Linked DNA regions of Sus scrofa: region 2 is linked to region 1. A link is a contact called in public Hi-C data. All regions are on one chromosome and are shown on one strand. Each heading gives the region's core, a stretch centred on a gene start, on an enhancer-like site or on the middle of the called end of the contact. The rest is flanking DNA. Distances are from core to core; before and after follow the strand shown.

Evidence for each region. Hi-C and Micro-C count contacts between places; a contact is called where the count stands out from the background.
Region 2: a contact with region 1 is called in a Hi-C map of liver, with 1.5 times the contacts expected there. The contact joins the promoter of C2H19orf67 here to the promoter of ASF1B in region 1. A contact is called at or near these places in 2 of 5 promoter capture datasets (fetal liver and liver), 14 of 47 Hi-C or Micro-C datasets (blood, epiblast stem cells, fetal heart ventricle and 7 more) and 2 of 2 datasets of contacts at active chromatin or transcription factors (alveolar macrophages and skeletal muscle).

Annotation. Positions count from the first base shown.
Region 1 is chr2:65,059,970-65,064,789 of Sscrofa11.1, reverse strand. It overlaps ASF1B (anti-silencing function 1B histone chaperone), which reads right to left and starts at 1,604. Exons shown (of 4, transcript NM_001137625.1): 1 at 1,405-1,604. The coding sequence starts at 1,513.
Region 2 is chr2:65,098,926-65,104,395 of Sscrofa11.1, reverse strand. It overlaps C2H19orf67 (UPF0575 protein C19orf67 homolog), which reads right to left and starts at 3,463. Exons shown (of 6, transcript XM_005661237.3): 1 at 3,108-3,463; 2 at 2,309-2,453; 3 at 2,091-2,191; 4 at 1,818-2,003; 5 at 1,042-1,176; 6 at 399-585. The coding sequence starts at 3,442. The coding sequence ends at 411. SAMD1 (atherin) reads right to left here. Exons shown (of 6, transcript XM_003123364.5): 5 at 5,459-5,470; 6 at 4,597-5,329. The coding sequence ends at 5,171. LOC110259335 (a long non-coding RNA gene) reads left to right here and starts at 215. Exons shown (of 3, transcript XR_002341618.1): 1 at 215-500; 2 at 3,083-3,151; 3 at 3,633-4,996.

The sequences.
Region 1 (4,820 bases), core at 355-2,854:
CTATTAGCTCCTTACATCTCCTCCTAGCTTTAAAATGAAATCTTATTCCACAGGGTGATTCTTCACTTTATTTATTTACACTGTCTTGTTCCAGAAAGGATTTAACTGGGCTTATACTATAGTCACAAGTAGATTCCTTAATTTAGAAAGGAGAGAAACAGGGAAGATTGATCCATTGGCCCAGTCTAAGCACACACACACACATATATCAAAAGGGTTATCAACTCCAGGCTAGACCAAGTGGCTAATTTGCATGCAAAGCACACACCTACCACTGAGAGGTGCTAGTTAGCACACCCTGGCCTCACAGATCTCCACCTCCTTAGCCGCTGCCTCTTAACCACTAAGTGGAGAAGAGGTCTAATGGAGTACTTTCTCCCGAAAGTGGTGCCAAAACTCTCTGAATGACCTTAGATTTTTTTTTGATTTTTATAGAAGTACAAAAAAGGTGTTTTACTCTTTGTGGATCCCATGCTCTCATCTGTGAGATGAGAGTCATGTCCACCTTTGTCACACAGATGAATAAGTACATCTATAAAAGCGCCTTGAAAAAGATGCACAAAAGGTTGTGACCTCTGAGCTGATTGAAGCCAGATACCTTCATGGCTCAGCCTGGCATACCCACCCTCCAGATTAGGTCAGACCATCAAAAGTGGGGGAGAATTGCTACAGTAAGTCAGCAGGAATCTGGCAGGCAAATGGTAAGAACCAACTTATGCTTGTTTGGCCATGCTTCCCCAGGTAGAGCATCAGCAAGCAGGGAGGAGATTATGGGAAGACAGATGGGAAGATGGGGGTGAGTGAGGTCTTGTCACAGGGGGAGAGGGTCTTCATTGGGAAAATGGAACAGGGGGCTGAAGTTGCCATATAGGAAAGGGGCGGGAGCTGGGGTTTCCATAAGGAAAATGGGAGGGTGCTGAGGTTTCCATAGGGAAATTGGGAGGGGGCTTGGATTTCCATAGGAGAAATTCGAGGGGGCTGGAGGTTGGGGTTTCCATAGGAAAAAAGTGAGATGGGAGTGCCTCACCACAGGGGACAGCCTTTTGGTGGGGAGGACTGAATGGCTGGAATGGCGGCTTGCCCCTAAATAGTAGGTAGGTAGGGGCAGTCTCTTGCTACAGGAAAGTCAGGGTGGCTGACGGTCTCTACCTAGAAAACGGGTACCCAAGAGGAGAGCTACAGGAAAAAGAGGGGGATAATGAGGTTTTCACGGGGGAAAACGCGAGTAACCATAGGGGTACGGTGAAGGGGTAGTTTCCCAAAGGGGAGGTTAAGGCTGGGGGTGGGTGTTGGTTTACGGGAAATCAGATTTGGGGGAGAGGGGGTGTTTCACAGGGTTGTCTCCAAGGGGAGGGTCGGGGCGGCCCAGGGGAGGGGGGTCGCTCCACGCAGGCCCAGTCTCACCGTCCGTCAGGGCCTCATTGCACTCGAAGCTGATCTCGAACCGGAAGGGGCTGTGGAAAGGGCTCGGATTCTCCAGAACAGCCACGTTCAGCACCGACACCTTAGCCATTGCCTCGTCGGGCCGAGGCTGAAGCCAGAGCTGGGGCCAAGACTACGTTTGGGTCTTGTCAGGTCAGCAGAACAGCGTTACCCAAAACTGCTCGCGCCTCCTCCGATCGCGGTCTGAAGAGCTAATCTTCTTCGCGCGCCTCCTTCAAATAGCCGGCCCCACCCTCCAGCCAATCACCGTCAACGCTCCCTGGCGGCGCGAGCGCCCCCCCAGCCAATCCTGGAGCGTCGGTAGGCAAGCGCCGAGACTCCCGAGACCAATCGGTGGAGCTCCCTCTTCTGGATGCGGGAGGGAGGCGGGACAGTCTCTTGGCTTCTTTGGGAGTCCGCCGGGAACCAATCCCTAGAGTCTCCGACTCGAATGTCAAGGGCGGGGTGGGCGGGGTCAAAACGCAGGGCTCTTCTTGGCCAATCCCGAGGGTCCCCGCACTAGCGCTGTCCGGACTTAGCCCCGCCCTTCCGGGAGGTGCTTCCAGCCGCGGGCAGCGCCGCCAACCGTCAATTGGTGGCGCGCGGCGCTCGCCAAATCCCCTCTTAAAGTGCGGGAAGGGCGGTGCTTGACCTGCGGTGATTGGCAGGCAGGGGTGGGGCGGGAATAAAGCCGATTCTCTGAGAGTTTATTGGCTGAGTTGACCTTGGGGGGCGGGAGGAAATAAGACTCGGTGGGGGATTCGTAGGAGTGGAGCGGAAGTCGACTGCCGGCGCTGTTGAGCGGGGTGTAAGAAGAGAAAGGAAGAGCGTTTGCGGCTCTGGAGTCTCAGCAGGTGAGCGTTGCCGGAAGTTTCTCTATGGGTCTCCTGGCCCTTCAGGCCCAGCGGCCCGGGAGTCCGTTGTGAACGTTGTGAACGTTTAACCCATCCCTGAAGGGAGACGGTGTGACAGTAACGGGGCTCACGGGGGCCTGGGTCGCGGGAGTCGGGCTTGGTTCGAATCCGGCTTTTTCCCCTTCGAGAGCCTCTGGGGAGGTTTCAGGTAGACACGCTGTAAATGAGAGTTCGAGTCCGGCCTCTTCCACTTACCTCTCGAGGCCACCCTTCCCCGCGCGTTGAACAGGGTCATGAAAATTTACTGGCAGGATTTATGACTGCATAATACATCTAGAAACTTTACTCCCACACTGGGGCTGGAGCGCCGTCGCCCCCTGTCTGGAAGACTGTAGGGACATCCGCACTCACTCCCTGCTTCCACCTGTGACAGCGCACCTAGTTTTACACTTTTCTGAAGTTAACCACGTTTTTTAAAAAAGTTTAAAAAGTTAATTTTAACATACTCTTAAATATATTAAAATTTAGCTGAAACACCTTTTCAGCATATGTTCAGTATTAAAAAATACAACACAGGTAGCTTACATTTTGTTACTCAGCACGAAGCTGTTGAAATCCTTTATTTTACTTAACAACACGTCTGTGATCTGGACGCTACATTTTCACTGAAAATTAGCTTAGATTTCATAAAATTTACAGCTGTATTGTAGACTCATATGCCCACGCTGTTCCCAGCAAGCTTAAAAGTTTCCCATGAGTTAGATCTCATGTCGGTTTTATTTATTTTTTTAATTGTATTTTTTTTTTTTGTCTTTTTTTTTTGCTATTTCTTGGGCCACTCCCGCGGTATATGGAGGTTCCCAGGCTAGGGGTCTAATCGGAGCTGTAGCCACCGGCCTACGCCAGAGCCACAGCAACGCAGGATCTGAGCCGTGTCTGCAACCTACACCACAGCTCACGGCAATGCCGGATCGTTCGTTAACCCACTGAGCAAGGGCAGGGACCGAACCCGCAACTTCATGGTTCACTAGTCGGATTCGTTAACCACTGCGCCACGACGGAAACTCCTCATGTCGGTTTTAAATTGAAATGTTAGTTGATGAAAGTTAGGTGATATGAAATGTTCCTTTTCACAGTGGCACTAAACACATTTCAGATGTTCATGATCCTCTGTGGCCACTGTGTTATTGGACAGCAGCAGGTCTGAAATAAATTGGATCAGTCACCTCTCTGCTTAGTATGTGAATGGTTTTCTGTTTTCAGTGTGAGAGTACTGTCTTCAAGACTCTTCATGCTTTGTTTCTTACTACCCACCCAGCCGCAACTTGAGTCCAGCCAAACTGACCCTCTTTTTGTTCCATAAAAATCTGACATGACTCTCCCACCTCTTTTTCAGCTCTTGGCATGGCTGGTGCCTTCTTGTTATTCAGATCTCTGCTCAAATGTCTTCTCTGAGTTGAAACCTTTCCAAGGGTCCTCTGAACAGTGTTCAAACTCAAGAGAATGTAAGTCTGAACAGTACTGTTTCAAGCCCAAGCTTTTCTTATCCATGCTCCTCTGTGGCCTCATGATGCTAGACATTTATTTGTATCTACACCTCACATTAAGTTAAAACAAAAAAAAATTTTTTTTTCATTGCAAGGACTTTTTCCCCATTGAAACAATTTAGCTGCAAGAAAATTCACATTATTATTGGCTGTGATTTCTTGGCAGTCTTTGGGCATACTTGGGAACTTTTGTGACTTGAGAAAATCTAATTTTCAAATTATTTCCAAATGTAATTTGGTTGCTTATGAATATGAAATTTGATGAATGAAGTTGTTATGATGTTATGTTTTCTAGATGTTTAATTAAACATTTATTCATTACAACTTTGTAGTTTTCTTTTTGCATTGTGGAGCTTTTTTCTCTTTATCCCTGGCCCCAGCCTTTTCTTAGCCCCTGAAAAGCTCATCATCCACGAGCATTATGTCTCTGGTACTACTGAAGAAAATGGCCCTGTCTATAATGCCTTCTCCCTACAGCTGACTGAATAATCTTCAGTTGTAAACCAGATCATGTCATTACCCTGCTTAAAACCTTCAAAGGCTTATCATACTTAGAATGAAACTTAAGATCTTTTGTCTGGCTTAGGAGGCCCTGCCCAGTGGCCTCAGCTGACCTCTCAAGCCTCATCTGCCAGTCTCTCTCGTCACCACTCTCAGGCTTTGCTGGCTTTATTTCCTGGTCATTCAGCACCAAACTTATTTCTGCTGCAGGGCTTTGCACTTGCTGTTCCTTCTGTCTGGAATGTGCTTCCTTGAGATAACTGCATGGCTGTCTCATTTTCATCATTTATGGTTTACCTCAAATGTCCCTCCCAAAAAAGCCTTCTCTGACCACCCTAAAGTAGACCTTCATTTATTACAAAAGCCTGCCTTATTATCTTAGGAGCACTTAGCAGAATCTGTACGTATGTGTGTGTGTGTTTTTTTTTTTTTTGAGCCGCACTAGTTCCCAGACCAGGGGCCAAATCAGAGTTGCAGCTCTTGGCCCACACCACAG
Region 2 (5,470 bases), core at 2,214-4,713, 38 kb before region 1:
TTCCGGTTGTTGACAGGAGCTGCTGCTTCCCTTTTTGCTTCATGCGCACCTCTGGGCATGCTCTGAACTCCCGTCCGCCAGTCGGCGGACTACGGCGGTGTTTTCCAGAGACTACATTTCCCAGAAGGCTGCGGAGGTGGGCGGGGCTTCCTCGTCCCAAGGGGAGGGGAGGGGCGCGGCGTTCGGAGCGGACGCAGAGCCTGTGACCTCTTTCTTTTATTTAACGCAAAACTGGAGTGTCCACATGTGGGGCCCCGCGGCCGGGCCGGACCCAGTGCGGACGGGCTAGCTCGACCTGGCCCCTTGGAAGGCGAGGCCGAGCTGCACTAGGAGAACGAGTGAGCCCCTCCCCTATCCCCTCTCCCGGAGTTTGGAACTGTCAAGCCCCAGCTCCGACCCTGTGTCCAGGTTCAAGACCCCTGCGGGGCCCACGCCGCGGGCCCAGCCTCGCTCAGGGGCCGAGCCGTGCCTGCCTGGCCCATGAGGATCTGCACTAGCAGGTCGGTGGCCAGCATGTGCGACGGCTCCTCGAAGCCGATGGTCAGCAGCTGCTGGTAGTCCCCAGGAGGTTGCGGGCACAATATCCTGGGGGTCGGGGACAGACAGGTCTGGACTTGAGCGCCCCCTGCTACTCGGGAGCCCCTCCCTTAGAATGACAGGCTGTGGCTGAAAGAGGCTTTGTTTCAGCTGGGGGTGGGAAAAACCCTGGGGGAAAGTGGTTTCCTTGTTGATGAGAAACCTAGAGGGTAATGGCTCTGGGAGGCTGAGCAACTCTAGCCCTGACCTGGCCAATTACTCAGCTAGCTGTGTGTCTTTGGGTAGTAACTTAACCTCTCTGAGCACCTGTTTCCTTCTTTGTAAAATGGGGCTAGTAGTGTAGACCTTAGCGGGTTGTTTCACTAGTCTGCATAAAGCACCTTTTGGGACACAATAAATGCTGTCATTATTACCAAAGGAGACACTGTTGGGGGAAGTAGATGGTCTTTGGTTGGGTTCTGCCCCTCCCTCCAGACCCCACGCTCAGTGTGTTGTAGCTCCTACCATGAATAAAGGTCATCCTCAGCTGGTCCTAGGGGCACCCATCGGCCGATGGACCACAGCTTCTGAATCTGGGGGCATGAACTGGCCGGACTCTTGCCTGTGTCTTCCCATGTATCTCGATAGCAGAGGAAGTAGCTGGGAGGGAAAGCGACAGCAGTTAAAAATGAGCAGTTTCCTAGTTTCTTCTATTTGAGGGCTTTAATTTCAGAGGTAAAGTGGAAACTCATCAGAAGTTGCCTTCAGGAGTTCCTGTCATGGCTCAGAAGAAACGAATCTGACTAGTATCCATGAGGACGCAGGTCCCATCCCTGGCTTTGTTCAGTAGGTTAATGATCTGGTGTTGCCCTGAGCTTCGGTGAAGGTTGCAGATGGGGCCCGGATCTGGTGTTGCTGTGGCTGTGGCTACAGCTCTGATTCAACCCCTAGCCTAGGAATCTCCATATGCCGTGGGTGTGGCCCTGAAGAGACAAAAAAAAAAAAAAAAAAAAAAAAAAAAAAGAAAGAAAGAAAGTAAAAAAAGAAATTGCCTTCATATTCTCAGGTAGGGATATGACCTGATATTGAGGCTTTTTCTCCCTGTCAGCCTCCTTTTACGATGAGTACTTTTATTTTGATAGGGATATATGTATATATTTAAAGGTGGGAATGACCTTTCAAAGGTCACTGATTTCCTGTTTGGCTTTCCACGCTTTGGGGGGGGGGTGCAGTTTAGAGGCCCATACTGGCATTCTACATAGAGGAGAGGAGAGAACTTTGATTCTGGTAAGGGGACTCACTAGTCCACATGGGAATCTTGCCCCCGGCTGCTGGGCTCCGGGGTGATTTCCAAGTTCCAGCGCATCTTCTTATAGAGGTATCGGGGGAAGCGGCTGGCAGTGTAGGCAGCAGGGGCACAGTATCTGAAGATGGATACCTCGTGGGAAGGACTGATGGAGAATCTCCCACAGAAGAAACAGGAGATGCTGGCAGGAGATGGGAGAGTGGGGAATGAGGCTGTGCGCCCTGGACTCCTCCACCCCTGACTCCAATCCCAACCTCCTACCCTTTACCTTAGGGGGTCAGTCTCCTCCAGGTCCACAAAACCAAATGAGGCATACATGAGGACCAGCTGTTCCAGGCGCAGGGTCAACTGTTGGGAGATCTCCAACAGCTGCATAGAAGAGGAGGCAGAGTGAGATTAGCTGGCCTGCTGGGAGCATCCTCCCCATTCCCCAGGCCTGAGGGATGAAGAGCGGGACAAGGCATCTAAGAAACCTGCTCCACGCACCCCCTTTCGAATCAGTTCCTGCAGAGCTCCATAGATGGGGGGCACACTCCGTGCTGCTGCCTCCAGGTATAGGAAGTAGGGCTCACACATCTGCAAGAAGGTGGGCATGGCTTTTGCCAGCTGTTCCTTCTGCACTCGGTCCCTGCTGAAGGGAGAAGGGGGCCTTTGCCAGAGGTCCCTCACCCCACCTCCCCACCTGTATCCCTGGCCTGGACCCCTAGGTTGAGATTCGCCAGTGCCAGGCCTTTTTTTCTCTGAGCGTCTTCCAAGACCACCAGCATGAAAAACATTTGAAACACTTGTTAAAAATACAGACACCTGAGTCCCAGGATTGACTTTGACTCAACATTCCCTGGGTGAAGCCCAGAAATCTAGGGTTTAAACAACCCCCCAGGGGATTCCAATGGCGATCAGACTGTGAGAACCACAGTCCTCTTTCTTTTGATCTGGGAATCCTATCATCCTTCCGGGCCTCAAACTGGTAGCCAGCGGGCCAAATCTGGCTCAGACAGATTTTGTTTTGACTGCCCAGAATTCAAAACCTAAACCAATGGTTGGAAAGTTCTAGGGATTTCACAACCCCTGGGGTCCACAGAATAGCAGGCACTCCCTAACCCCAAATTTTTACACAGCCATCATAACTCTTCGAAACTGGATTCTTAACCAGCTAAGCTTCGTTTACTGCCACTGGCTCCTAACGCTTTTGAGTTTGCAAACCTCCTGTATGTTGCCTATCTTGTGACCCCCTCCTCTGTCTCCTTTATCCATGGGTAGAACCTAGGACCCTGTCCAGCATCACCTGTAGAGCAAGTAGCTCTGGAAATCATCTGCCTTCTTGAGCAGGTAACGGAACTGTTCGGTGATGGGGCTGAACATGGTGTCCAAGGGTAGGCGAGGAGGGGCGGGCCTGGGTCCTGGGGCCAGAGGCTCGGGGGAGGGCGTAGAGGTGGAGGCCTCGGGCAGCTGCCCCTGGACGTCTTCGGGCTCCACCTCAGGTGGGTCCCCAGGTCGGCCAGGGGAGGGCGACCACGAGGGGTCTCCGCAGGGGTGTGCCCCAGATTCCAAGACGTCTGGAGGTGGCGTTTCCCCAGAGCCCGCGGGGAGCGGCCCCATGAACCACTGCTCGGTAGCCATCGTGCCGCGGGAGGCGGGGACCGGAGCTCTTTAAGCCTCCTCTGCCCACATTGGCCGCGGGTTCGACCCCGCCCAGGATACCCCGGACTCGCCTGGGCTGGGAGCGCGTCCCTCTCCGACTCACCCGTGCCTTGACCCTCTGCCGGCGCCGCGAGGAGGGAGTTCGCCTCATTTGAATTTCAACACGCAGGAGGGGCGCGCCGCTCCGGCCCGCGCTGCGCGCCCGCGGGGCCCGTGCAAACGCGCGCTCCCGGAATCTGGCAGTATGCGTCCGAGAGAGAGACGACTTGGGCCGCCGCTGGCGCAGCCGTGTCCCGAGGGGGCGGCCAGAAGGCCAGCGCCTTCAACAGTCCGAGGCGGTTTCCTTGAGAGGACGGATCTCTACCGCGCGTCCAAAGCCCAGGGGCCAGTTACCCGTATAGACAGCGAGGACCTCCCCACCCCACTCGCTGACTCTCAAGCCCCAGAGTCTGTATTTTTTATTTATTTAAACTAACAAAGTTGAGAAACTGCATTAGAACTTGGTAGGCACTTGTGATGTGATGCAGTAGCTGTTCCTAACAGTAATAAAAACCATCACTTGGAAAAATTTTCCCATCCCATGACTGCATCTGATGGCCTGGTCCCTTCTGTTTTTATGAAGAGGATCATGAAGCCTGGAGACCCTACTTATGGAACCAGAACAGACCCTTGCCCCCAGCAGTTGTAGGCTGGATTCTTTATAACATGCAAAATTGTCAGATATATAGTTACGAAGCCAAAGACATTAATTAGACTCTGGTAAAGAACTCAGACAGGTGTCAGATCCCACCCTGCATGTCCCTGCTGTGCCAGTTGCTTATCTGGATAGTGAGCTTTTAATGCACTTTGCCTAATGGGGTTGTGGTGAGAAGCCAGTTACTGCTAGTCATTTAACAAATATTTCAGCACCTACTGTGTGCCCACGCACTGTTCTGGGAATGGGGAGATGGCAGAATAAGCCAATATTCCTGCCCTCCTGGAGCAGTTACAATGATAGCTATGTGGGCAGCCCCATTCACTACCTGTCTCTCTCCTCAAACAATTCTGTCCTGACCCTAGACTCCAGGAGGCTGCTATAGTTCTCCACCACCCCTTCATGACTCGACTCATAAAATGGACTCAGTGGCTTTTCCTTTTCTTTTTTTTAAAATTTTATTTAAAAAACCTTCGGTGCAATATTAAAAAGCAATACAGCCAGCTGGAGCGACAACAAACAGAAAGGGGAAGGGTAGGAAAAACCCAGGGACCCCATCCCAGTTGCCCCCAGGGGCTGGAGGCCAAGGACAGAATGGGGAAGGGCCTGGGTGGTGGGGGAGGGAGGAAAGGCCACCCACCAAAATGAACAGGCAGAATAAAACATTTTATATAGGAAACATCTGGCTGAACTGAAGAGGATCTAGGGGAGATGCGAAACCCCCATTTTTTTTCTTCTAAAAATGTCCTTGACTTGGGGAGAGGCTGGCCTCCTGGGGTGAAATGAACAGGCCCTGCCCCACCCCACACTCCTCTATTATGGAGTACAGGATGTGCTGGGGGCCAGGGATATATGTGTTGGGGAGAGACAGGGAAGAGATGAGTTGAGAGGAATGCTCCCTCACTGGAATCTGTCATGAGGGCTGAGGGTGTACCCCGTCCAGCTCCTGGACTCTAGGGGTCTTGGGTGAGGTGGGGACTGGAATGGGTTGGGGCAGGGGTGAGGCTGGGCGCTCAGCCTAGAAAGCCATCAGGGTCTTCATCCTCAAAGTGGCCTTGTTGCAGCACCTTGATGTGGTGCTCGTAGATTTTCAGGGCTGGGCCGAGGCGGATGGACAGGCCAGTCAGCACATCTGTGCGCTGCATGAGCAGCAAAGACTTGCCATCAATTTCCTGGGTGGGACAGAGAGAGAGAGCAGCATTAGAAGACACTCTCACAGAGAGCAGCATTAGAAGACACTCTCACAGAGAGCAGCATTAGAACACACTCTCACAGAGCTAAGTTGAAGATTGGGAACTCACCTGCTCTTGGAA